Linked DNA regions of Oryctolagus cuniculus: region 1 is linked to region 2. Evidence: chromatin contacts called from public Micro-C data. All regions are on one chromosome and are shown on one strand. Each heading gives the region's core, a stretch centred on a gene start, on an enhancer-like site or on the middle of the called end of the contact. The rest is flanking DNA. Distances are from core to core; before and after follow the strand shown.

The links. A called contact is a pair of places that touch in the nucleus more often than the background predicts.
Region 1: a Micro-C map of ear pinna shows a contact between it and region 2, with 5 times the contacts expected there. The contact joins two enhancer-like sites. A contact is called at or near these places in 3 of 6 Hi-C or Micro-C datasets (ear pinna, psoas muscle and an unstated tissue).

The regions. Positions count from the first base shown.
Region 1 is chr7:139,385,798-139,390,670 of mOryCun1.1, reverse strand. No RefSeq gene overlaps it. Among named protein-coding and RNA genes, the nearest start is that of TRIM62, 30 kb to the left of the region's middle. Within about 2 kb of position 3,015, at least 3 of the 8 cell types and tissues checked have an H3K27ac peak or open chromatin away from gene starts, as enhancers often do. A contact at or near this core is called in ear pinna, where this site is marked.
Region 2 is chr7:139,312,290-139,317,841 of mOryCun1.1, reverse strand. It overlaps ZNF362 (zinc finger protein 362), which reads left to right. Exons shown (of 8, transcript XM_070078799.1): 6 at 2,077-2,155; 7 at 2,274-2,432. Among named protein-coding and RNA genes, the nearest start is that of A3GALT2, 19 kb to the right of the region's middle. Within about 2 kb of position 2,106, at least 1 of the 8 cell types and tissues checked has an H3K27ac peak or open chromatin away from gene starts, as enhancers often do. A contact at or near this core is called in ear pinna, where this site is marked.

The DNA.
Region 1 (4,873 bases), core at 1,766-4,265, 72 kb before region 2:
ACCTACTACAACACAGCACCGGCCCCTTCAAATACCCTTACACACAAGTTCATATAAACTGGATTATAGTGTTTTGACTATGGTGCAATCTAAGTTTTTCACTCAATAACATATCCTGAGTATCTGTGTACCTTGTGTTATTTCTTTCTTTTTTTTTTTTTTTTTTTTTTTTTTTTTTTTTTTTTTTTTGACAGGCAGAGTGGACAGTGAGAGAGAGAGACAGAGAGAAAGGTCTTCCTTTGCCATTGGTTCACCCTCCAATGGCCGCCGCAGCCAGTGCACCGCGCTGATCCGAAGGCAGGAGCCAGGTGCTTATCCTGGTCTCCCATGGGGTGCAGGGCCCAGGTACTTGGGTCATCCTCCACTGCACTCCCTGGCCACAGCAGAGAGCTGGCCTGGAAGAAGGGCAACCGGGACAGAATCTGGTGCCCCAACCGGGACTAGAACCTGGTGTGCTGGCACCGCAAGGCGGAGGATTAGCCTAGTGAGACGCGGCGCCAGCCACCTTGTGTTATTTCTAAACATTTATTTTGATTACATAGTTACATGCAACTTACATGAAGATATAAAATCATCCGCATTGACATGAGTAGATCCCAGCTTTTTCTTTATGATTTGGTTTTTAATAGATTAATTTATCTGAGAGGCAGACAGAGAGAGCTCAAGTCTGCTGGCTCACTCCCTGAATGCCTACAACAGCTGGGGCTGGGGTAGAAGCCTGGGGGGTTGGGAGCTCAACTCCCACGTGGGTGGCAGGGACCCAAGTACTTGAGCCATCATTGCTGCCTCCTAGGGTCTGCACCAGCAGGAAGCGGGAGCCAGGAGCCGAAGCCGGATACTGAACCCAGGTACTCTGCTGTGGGACTCAGGCGTGTTACCTGGCAGGCAAAATGCTGGCCCTTCATCCTATTTTTATTATTGATTCCCTATTTCCTTCCCTAAAGGGATGGGCCATAAACACGGCTTCAGTGGAACTTCTGTAAGCATAAATCATTTCGTGCTTTGAGGACAAATTTCTAGACTTGAAATTGTTGGGTCTAATATATAAATATTAGAATAATTTTTAAAAATGTATTTATTTATTTATTTGAAAGGCAGAGTTACGAGAGAGATATCTATCTATCTATCTATCTGCTAATCTGCTGGTTCACTCCCCAAATGCTCATGATGTCTGGAGCTAGGCCAGGCTGAAGCCAGGAGCCAGGAGCTTCTTCCGGATCTCCCACATGGGTGCAGGGGCCCAAGGACTTGGGTCATCTAACACTGCTTTCCCAGGCATGTTAGCAGGCAGCTGGATCTGAAGTGGAGCAGCCGGGATGCAAACAGGTGCCGCTATAGGATGGCAGCTTTACCCATTATGCCACAGCACCAACTCTGAAAAGTTTCATGTTGCCCAACTACCCCACCAAAAGTTGGTACCAGTTCTCACTTTCCTCGATACATAAGTGCCCACTTCCCAACACCTCTTCTAAAAGAAGGCATTGACGGATTGTAACCTAACAGGTGAAGACGGCATCTTGTCATTTTTGTTGTCGTTTTGGTGAGTAGTGAAATTGATCATCTGCCATTTGGCTGTTGGAGCATTAGTGACACGGCCTGTTGATGCTCTTGTCTATTGCTATGTGGCATCCATTTGCTTATTTCTAATTGCTTTTTGAGAGTTTGTTGCATGTTAAGGGTTTGATCTTAGCTGCTACGCGTTCTCAGGGTCACCGGAGTCGAGCAATGAGGTCCCCTGTGAAGTCCCAGGAGACTGGAGCAGTTCTGCCTCTGGTCAGTGGAGGGCAGCAGTGGGCAAGGTTCACTTTCAGGCCAGATGGGTGCCTGGGAGCAGGATATGCCTGCAGACACACGCACACACACACACACACACACGCACACGCAGACACATGCACACAGAACATTCCACAGGGCTTCTTGGGGAACCAGTTGCTCCACTGCCTCTTCAGGGCCCCCGTACGGGTTACCTCCCCCTTAGTCCCGGGGGGAAATTCCAACCAGTAACCGAGAACCCCTCTGAAGTCAGTCACCTCCCAGTTGCTAGCAGGCTGCGACCTCCACGACCTACCACCTCTCTTTCTTTGTCTGTAAAATGGGCCCAGTGCGGTGGAGGCGGAGTGTGCTGAGCAAAGTAGTTGGGGTGCTTTGTGAGTGTGTACCCTGAGCTGGAGCCCACCCAGCCGCCTCCCCGACCTCCCCCACGTCCACTCACTGGCTGAGCTGGAGAAGCTTTGGTTCCTGCTGTCTCTGCTGGGTGTTCTTGCCAAGGAAGACTCTTCCTTTGGGTTGTATAGGGGGAGATGGCAGAGGAGGAGGCCAGTGAGGACGGAACCAGGTCATGGGGGTGGGCGGGGGCGGGGGCGGGGGAGAGAAGCTGTTCCTGGGCAGGACAGGCTGGCACCTGGTGACCTGTGGGAGGCTGGGGTGGGCTTCCTGTCTCCTACCTGAAGGACAGGGTGGACAGCAGGGGAGGTGCCGCTTTGCCATAGAGCAGATGAGTTCTGCCTTCATTGGGCTGGGTTGGAAGTGCTAGAAGGAAGTCCAGATCCTTCCAGCAATGGAAAGTCATGTCGTCATCATAGCCAGACCACCTCTCCTCCCCACCCCACCTCCTGCCCCTCCCCGCTCCCCCCTGCAAGCCTGGGTTGCTGTGTGCTCAGGGGTCGGAGCTGCTCTCCACCAACACAGGTTCAGGAAGGGTACTGGCTCCCCCTCCCCTCCTCTTTGGCCCTCCGCTTGCTCCCCAACTCCCCTTGGATCCTAGGGCACAAAGGGAGCCCCTTTCCACCGTTGGGGCTCCCTCCCCCTCCCTGATGGGGGGTGGGGGTGGGGAGGAGCAGAGCCCAAGGGGCCCCAGCTCAGGAGGGCAAACCGGAAAAATGACTTTCTGATGGGCACAACTCTGGCCTGGGGGTGGATGACTCATCAGAGGCAGCAGAGGGTGAGGGCAGTGGAGCGGGAAACTGGAGGCTGGGGAGCAGGCCCCTGAGCGGTGGGCCCGAACAGGCAGGTGGGAGGTCGTGACAACCCAGGGTCCGCCATAGGCAGGGGCCTGTCTCTGAGTTTCCCTCGGCCTGCAGCCTGGGCCCAGGGCTGAGGTCAGGTTGGCGACTTTGACTGTGACTGTCAGAGGCACAGCCCGGCAGAGGGCTGGCTGGCCGTGAGCGGGGCCTCCTCTGGCCTTGACCTGCCTCGTGCTCCTCTCCATGGACACTCAGAGGTCAGCCCCCTGTGCAGGTCCCACGGGGCTGAGCCTTCCCCCGACCCCTACCGTGTCTCACACCCGGAGTCCTGGGAGCCACAGTCAAGGTGAAGAAGCCAGAAGTGGGGGGACCACCCACCATGAAGCCACTCTGGCCCTGGGCGTTTCTCACGCAGCTGAGGGGGTCTGGGCAAGTCCCCTCTGGGGGTTTCAAGAGGAAGAAAGGAATGACACTGGTTAGAGAACCCCCTCCAGACGGACTGCAGGAGCTGTGGCTCTGTGGGGCGCGGTGAAGCTGGGACAACCCCCGCCTGTGTGTAAATGGGAGTGGCACTGGCAGGGAGCGGGAAGACCTCCTGTCACCCCTGCACACACACACACACACACACACACACACACACACACACCGGTTCTGGGCTAGGCTGTGGGTGGTGGGTGTGGCTTTCAGAATCTTATCAATCCCAAAGGAATGTAGGCAGCTTCAGTAAACCCCAGCCTCTGGCGGAGGAGTGGGTACAGGCCAGAGCGTGTCCTGGCTGTGGGTGGGGAGCCTGGCAGGCCTGGGCTGGGGCTGGCCAGGAAGTGGCACAGCGGGCATCAGACACACCTGCCCCTCCCCCCACTCCAGTTGGCTTTTCCTTCCTGCCAGGATCCCAGATGCCAGCTCCCCACACCTTCCTCCAAGGTCACACCTATCGGAGTGCTACAACCTTTGTTAGCACAGGGGCTTACATGGTGCGAGGCAGTTTTGTTTATGAGCGAGAGATCTTGGTTTGCTGGTTCTCTCCCCAAATGCCTGCATTAGTGGGGGCTGGGCCAGGAGCCAGGAGCCAGGAATTCAATCTGGTTCTCCCACAGGGGTGTCAGGGGCCCACCTTCTTGAGCTGTCACCTGCTGGGAGGCTTCCTGTGTATCAGAAAGAAGCTGGAATCCAGAGCAGAACTAGAACTTGAACCCGGGCCCTGGAAGACGGGATGTAGACACCCAAGGAGAGTCTTAGCTGCTGTGCCAAACTCCCACGCCAGATGTTTTTCAGTAGTATGTTATTTAATCCTCATGCCCACCCCCAATTCTCTCTCTCACTCTCTCTCTTTATGTGTGTATATATATATATATGATTTATTTTATTTATTTGAAAGAGTTACAGAATGAGGTCAAGCCAGAGAGAGAGAAAGGTCTTCCATCCTCCACTGGTTCACTCCCCAGATGGCTGTAATGGCTGGAGCTGGGTCAATCCAAAGCCAGGAGCCAGGAGCTTCTTCTGGGTCTCCCACGTGGGTGCAGGGGCCCAAGGACTTGGGCCATCCTCCACTGCTTTCCCAGGCCACAGCAGAGAGATGGATCAGAAGTAGAGCAGCCAGGAATCAAACTGGTGCCCTTATGGGATGCCAGCACTGCAGGCAGCAGCTTTACCTGCTACGCCACTGCGTCAGCCCTCCTCTCTATATTTATTTATTTGGAGGTAGAGTTACAGACAGTGAGAGGGAGAGACAGAGAGAAAGGTCTTTCTTCCGTTGGCTCACTCCCCAAATGGCCGCAATGGCCGGAGCTGTGCAGATCTGAAGCCAGGAGCCAGGAGCTTCTTCCAGGTCTCCCACACAGGTGCAGGAGCCCAAGGGCTTGGGCCATCTTCTACTGCTTTCCCAGGCCACAGTAGAGAGCTGGTTTGGA
Region 2 (5,552 bases), core at 857-3,356:
CTTTTGCCGTTGGTTCACCCTCCAATGGCCGCCGCGGCCGGAGCACCGCACTGATCCGAAGGCAGGAGCCAGGTGCTTCTCCTGGTCTCCCATGGGGTGCAGGGCCCAAGCACTTGGGCCATCCTCCACTGCACTCCCGGGCCACAGCAGAGAGCTGGCCTGGAAGAGGGGCAACCGGGACAGAATCCGGCGCCCCGACCGGGACTAGAACCCGGTGTGCCAGCGCCGCAAGGCGGAGGATTAGCCTAGTGAGCCATGGCGCCGGCTTGAGTTTGTTTTTCTGCACTAGAGATAATGAATTTGAAAAATGTCATGGAGAGGGAGACATCCCAAGGGATGTTGCTTTCATTGTATCTGCCATTGTTTCAGTTGCAAAGTCCAAGATGGCTGAAGCCATTCAGTCTCATGTGAGTTTAATACCTGGGAAAGAAAAGTGAAAGCTGACGAGTCCTTAGTAATCTTATCTAAATATTGAGTACATTTCCTCTTCACTAATGCGCTAATGCCAGAATTTGTTTTACCACACTGAAAGTGGGCGTCGCAACAATAGCCTATGAACACCTGTCGCATAAGTCATTTCGTCCCTCAGCTGTCATCAGCTGGGTTGTTACACTCACTTTAGAGCTGAGGGAGCTGGGTTCGTTGGGGCAGAGTCACTCGCGCAGGATCACCCAGCTAGGAGGCGGCAGAAAGGGGATTGGAGTGAGTGCCCCAGGCATGCGCGTGCTGCCGGGGGAGGCAAGGGGCTGGGCTGCCAGGCTGCAGGAGGGGCTCACGGGGGCTGGGCTGCCAGGCGAGAGAGCAGCAGGAGCCCGCGGAGCCCCTGGGCTGGGCCTGGCCCACGGGAGTGCAGGAGCCATCCCTGGTGCCATCTTGAGCTCACTGCTGCCTGAGGAGGTGTGACCGTCAGGGGTGGGGATGCCAGGGAAGATGCCCTACAAGGAGAAGATTCTGACCTGAGCGTTGGGGGCTTGGACCTGACCTGAAAGTTGGGGCTGCAGGCAAGCGCACTATGTTCAGTGGGAACAGGCAGCCTGGTCCTCGGTGCATCCGGCTTCCCCACCAGCCCGGCGCCTGCGGTGATGAGAGGCAGGCCTGGCCCCCAGGACTCCCACGGGGAGCTGGGCTGGCTGGTGGGTGTGGAACGCCCGTGGGAGAGAGGGAGAGATGCAGAGATTGCGGAGGAGCCCTGAGTTGAGCGTGGAGGGGGCTGTGCCCCCGCCCCCACCCCCACCCCCACCCCCAGCCTGAGGGCAAAGGGCATTCCTGGGGAGAGGAACAGCAGGAGCGAAGGCTCGGAGGCCTGGAGGGGGACCCACCTGCATGGGTGTTGGGGGAGGGGAGCGTCCAAATTTGAGGCCGGAACGTGGTCCCTCGCCTCAGTTGCCGTGTTTCCGTGGCACCTGTTACCTTCTGGGGTGGTTCACCCGTGTGCTGCCTCTTGCTGCTTGTTCAGGCGGTCGTTTGTGTCTGTTTTGTTCACGGATGTCTGGCAAGCACCCAGCATGGTGCCGGGTGCACAGGAGTCTGATGTGATAAATGTTGAATGAATGAATGAAAGTAATAGTGGCCAGTGTTTATTGAGGGCCAACTGTGTGCCAGTGCCAGGCTAAGCCCCTGACGGGTGTTGTTCACAAAGCTCAGGAAGGAGGCGGGGAGAGAGCTGCATTTTTATACGCTTTTTACAGATGAGCAAACAGGTGCAGGGATTTGCCCAGGGAGTCAGTGGTGGAGCCTGGATGAGACCTCCAGAACGGGGGGGGGGGGGGGGGGGACAGCAGGCACCTGACACGGAAAGCGGACAGGAAGTGGGGAGGGAGGCAGAGGAGCGGGGAAGGTCTCCCGGAGCCAGGAGTCCGCGTGCTCCGTGTGTGCTCTGGAGAAGCCGGGCCGGGTCTCCGTGTGGGCACTGGCTTGGGGTTGGGCGGAGCGGGGACCTTGGGGGGCTGGGTCGGGAGACCTGGTCAGCGAGGTCCCCAGCTCCTGCCACGGCCACCGGGGAGAGTGGGCGGCGTGGGGCTCCCGAGGCCGTGGCGGCGGTGGGGGGGCCCTGCCTCACTGGACTGCCCGTTGCAGAATCCACACAGGCGACAGACCCTACAAGTGCCCACATCCTGGCTGCGAAAAAGCTTTCACTCAGCTCTCCAACCTCCAGGTGAGTGCTGCCTGCTCCCCCTCCCCGGGCCGGGAGCCTGTGCGGATCCAGGACCCCTGGGCTGGGGGACCCGGCTGCCTTGTGACCCCCACCCCCCACCCCACTGTGCTCCCTGCAGTCTCACCAGCGCCAGCACAACAAGGACAAGCCCTACAAGTGTCCCAACTGCTACCGGGCCTACTCAGACTCCGCCTCCCTGCAGATCCACCTCTCGGCCCACGCCATCAAGCACGCCAAGGCCTACTGCTGCAGCATGTGCGGGCGGGCCTACACCTCGGTGAGTCCTCGCTCACTGTCCCCACCCCCCAACACCCCAGGGTCACAGGGAAGGGCAGAGCCGGCTTTGTGCTTCCCGCCTTCGTCTGCAGCTGCCCGGGCAGGGCCCCCAGTCTGGTTCCCGGGGCCCTGGGACAGCCTGGCCGGGTGGAGGTGGGGTGAGGGGTGCAGGAGAGACAAGCGCCTTCCTGGTGGCAGGGAAAGCTGCAACCCCCACCGTGGCCACAAGGTGGCCCCGTGACACGGCCCAGAGCAGCCCTGGATGGGAATTCCACACCCAGTGGCTTGGTCGGATATTCTGCCTAACAGACCTCCTAGGCCCCACGTAGGGACCGCTGAGCCTCTGTTTCCTCGTCTGCGATGGAGGCGCCAGCAGAGCCGTCGGCTGCTCACTGCAGTCTGATGAACGTTTGCCGGTGCAGCGATGGAGGCTTGGGCCGGGCCCTTAGGAGTCAGGATGAACCAAACACGGTGCTGCCCCCGGGAACGGCTAGGAGCTTCTGCTAGAGACAGGCACGGGACAGGGCACCGCGTGTGCAAACGTGCAATGGCCGGCCATCCTCAGCCCTGCATGGCAACAGGTTCCCAGCCCTGATCCCAGACGTCAGGCAGGATACCTGGGGGCTTCCCTGCGCATGGTCAGTGGCATCCCTGGCCTCTCCCTGCCAATGCCATTAGCCACCTCTCTGTAAGCTGTGACAGCCTGGAGGGTGTCCTAGGTTGGGACGTCACCTGTGATTGACAGCAGTGCTCCAAAGGAGGCGCGTGCCCCGGGAGGGGCAGGACAGAGAGGCCATCCGGGGCAGGGACATTTCCACGGAGCCTGGAGGACGGGTAGGTGAGGAGGAGAGAGGCGCGAAGAGCAAGGCGCTGACTGTTTGGCCGAGCGTCGCCCATGGGGTTGTAAGCGCAGGCACGGTTGGTGTGGTGCAGGGACCAAAAACAGATTCAGCTCACGCAGGGCCCCTGTGTGGAAGTTTGCATTTTTTCCCAGGTGGAATGGGAGGCCAGCAGGAGACCAGCAGGGAAGATTTTTTAAAATTTTATTTATTTTTAATTTTTTTAAAAGGCAGAGTGAGACAGGCACATTTTTTCCTTCTGCTGGTTCACTCCCCAAATGTCCACAACGGTCATCACGCTGGGCCAGGCTGAAGCCAGCAGCCAGGAGCCTCACCAGGGCGCCCACATGGGTGGCAGGGGCCCAGGCACGTGAGCCGTCACCTGCCGCCTCGCAGGGTGTGCGTGGGCAGGAAGCTGGATCAGAAGTGGAGCCAGAACCAAAGCCTCGCACTGCCACGTGGGATGCAGGCGTCCCACCTGATGCGCCGAGTGCCCGCCCCGAGGACGGTGTTCTTGGGCGGTGCCTCTGGCTGGGGGCAGCCAGTGTGGCTGAAGGCGGGGTGCTCAGCGAGCTGTCCCGTGCCAGCCAGGGCTGCTGCTTGCCAAGTGCTGGGAATTCGACATCTCCCCTGTCCTGGAGTTCAAGGTCAGAGCAGAGTTGAGAAACTGAAGCCGCGACCCACAAGGACAAGGCCCAAGAGGCTGGCTGATCTCCCGTCAACCCTTGAATTCTTTTTTGGTTTTTGAGGTTTATTTACTTATTGGAAAGGCAGAGGAACAGGGAGGGAGGGAGGGAGAGAGGAGGGGAGGGCCCGGGAGATATCTTCCATCAAACAGCCAGGGCTGGGCTAGGCCGAATCCAGGAGCTTCTTCCAGATCTCCCACATGGGTGCAGGGGTCAGGCACTTGGGCCATCCTCTGCTGCTTTCCCAGGTGCATTAGCAGGGAGCTGGATTGGAGGTGGAGCAGCCGGGACTTGAACCAGTGCTCCTATGTGAGATGCTGGTGTCACAAGCAGTGACTTAACCTGCTGCTCTGCACTGCCGGCCCCAAGCCTCAAGTTCTTTTCTTTTCTTTCTTTTCTTGGTCCCCTGGTTCCCGGAACAGTCCTCTTCTCGCTTGGCTCCTGCTGGCCGCTTGCCCTGGTGTCACCAGCAGGGTGCCAGTGCCCGTGAGGGCTCCCTCTGTTGGACTCTGAGCCCGCCGCGGTGTGAGGCCCAGGGGTGGCGGGGGGGGGGGGGGGGGGACAGGCTGGTAGGGGGGCGTGGCTTGGCGTGAGGGCTGAGAGCCTGCAGTGAGCCCCGGGGTCATGTGTCTCAGAGCAGACTTGGGGGCTCGGCTTCCCCCTGAGAGGACCCAGTGAGCAGGTGCCGAGTTCCAGGTGCCTTGGGCCTTCTGGAATGAACCACTGGGCCTGCGGAAGGAGTGGGTGCCGCACCCCATCCTGCCTGCTGGGGCCTTTATCCACATCACATCAGCAACCCCTTGAGGATCTTCCCTCCCCCTCCCTGCTTACAGAGGGGGGAAACTGAGGCTTGGGAGGGTGAAATGCCTTGTCCACGGTCCAGCTGCTCTGAGAAATGGCAGAGCCCTGGGCAGACCCGGGCCTACTGGGAACAGCAGGTAGGTGCAGGGAATCCTGCAGGCCCCCTGCCCTGGGACAACAGGACAGGCAGTAAAGTAGGCGCTGCCGAGGGGTGAGCCTGGTGCCAGGGCACTGGCTTGCACTCCAGCAGGTGAGCCAGAACTCCCCTGCCCTGGCAACAGTGCAGTCCATGCCGTGGCTCTAAACCAGTGCTGAATGTCCTAAGGCTGTGGCCACCACCAACCAGCAGCTGGCCCATCTTCCAAGGAGCCCTCCAGTGGCCACTTGGGGAACTGCAGCCTCCTTGCCTCTTTTTTTTTTTTTTTTTAATAAATCAGGATTATCTTTTTTAAAAGATTTATTTATTTATTTGAAAGGCAAGGTTACAGAGAGAGAGAGAGGAGAGACAAAGAAAGAGGGGAAGATAGAGATCTTCCATCCACTGATTCACTCCCCAAGTGACTGCCACAGCCAGAGCTGTTCCAGGCTGAAGCCAGGCCAGGAGCTTCTTCTGGGTCTCCCATGCAGGTGCAAGGGCCCAAGGACTTGGTCATCTTCCACTGCTTTCCCAGGCGCATTAGCAGGGAGCTGGATCAGAAGTGGGGCAGCTGGGACTCGAACTGGTACCCATACGGGATGCCGGCGCCACAGTGCCCACCCCTCCTGGCCTTTCTTGCCAGTGCTTACAGTCTCCTC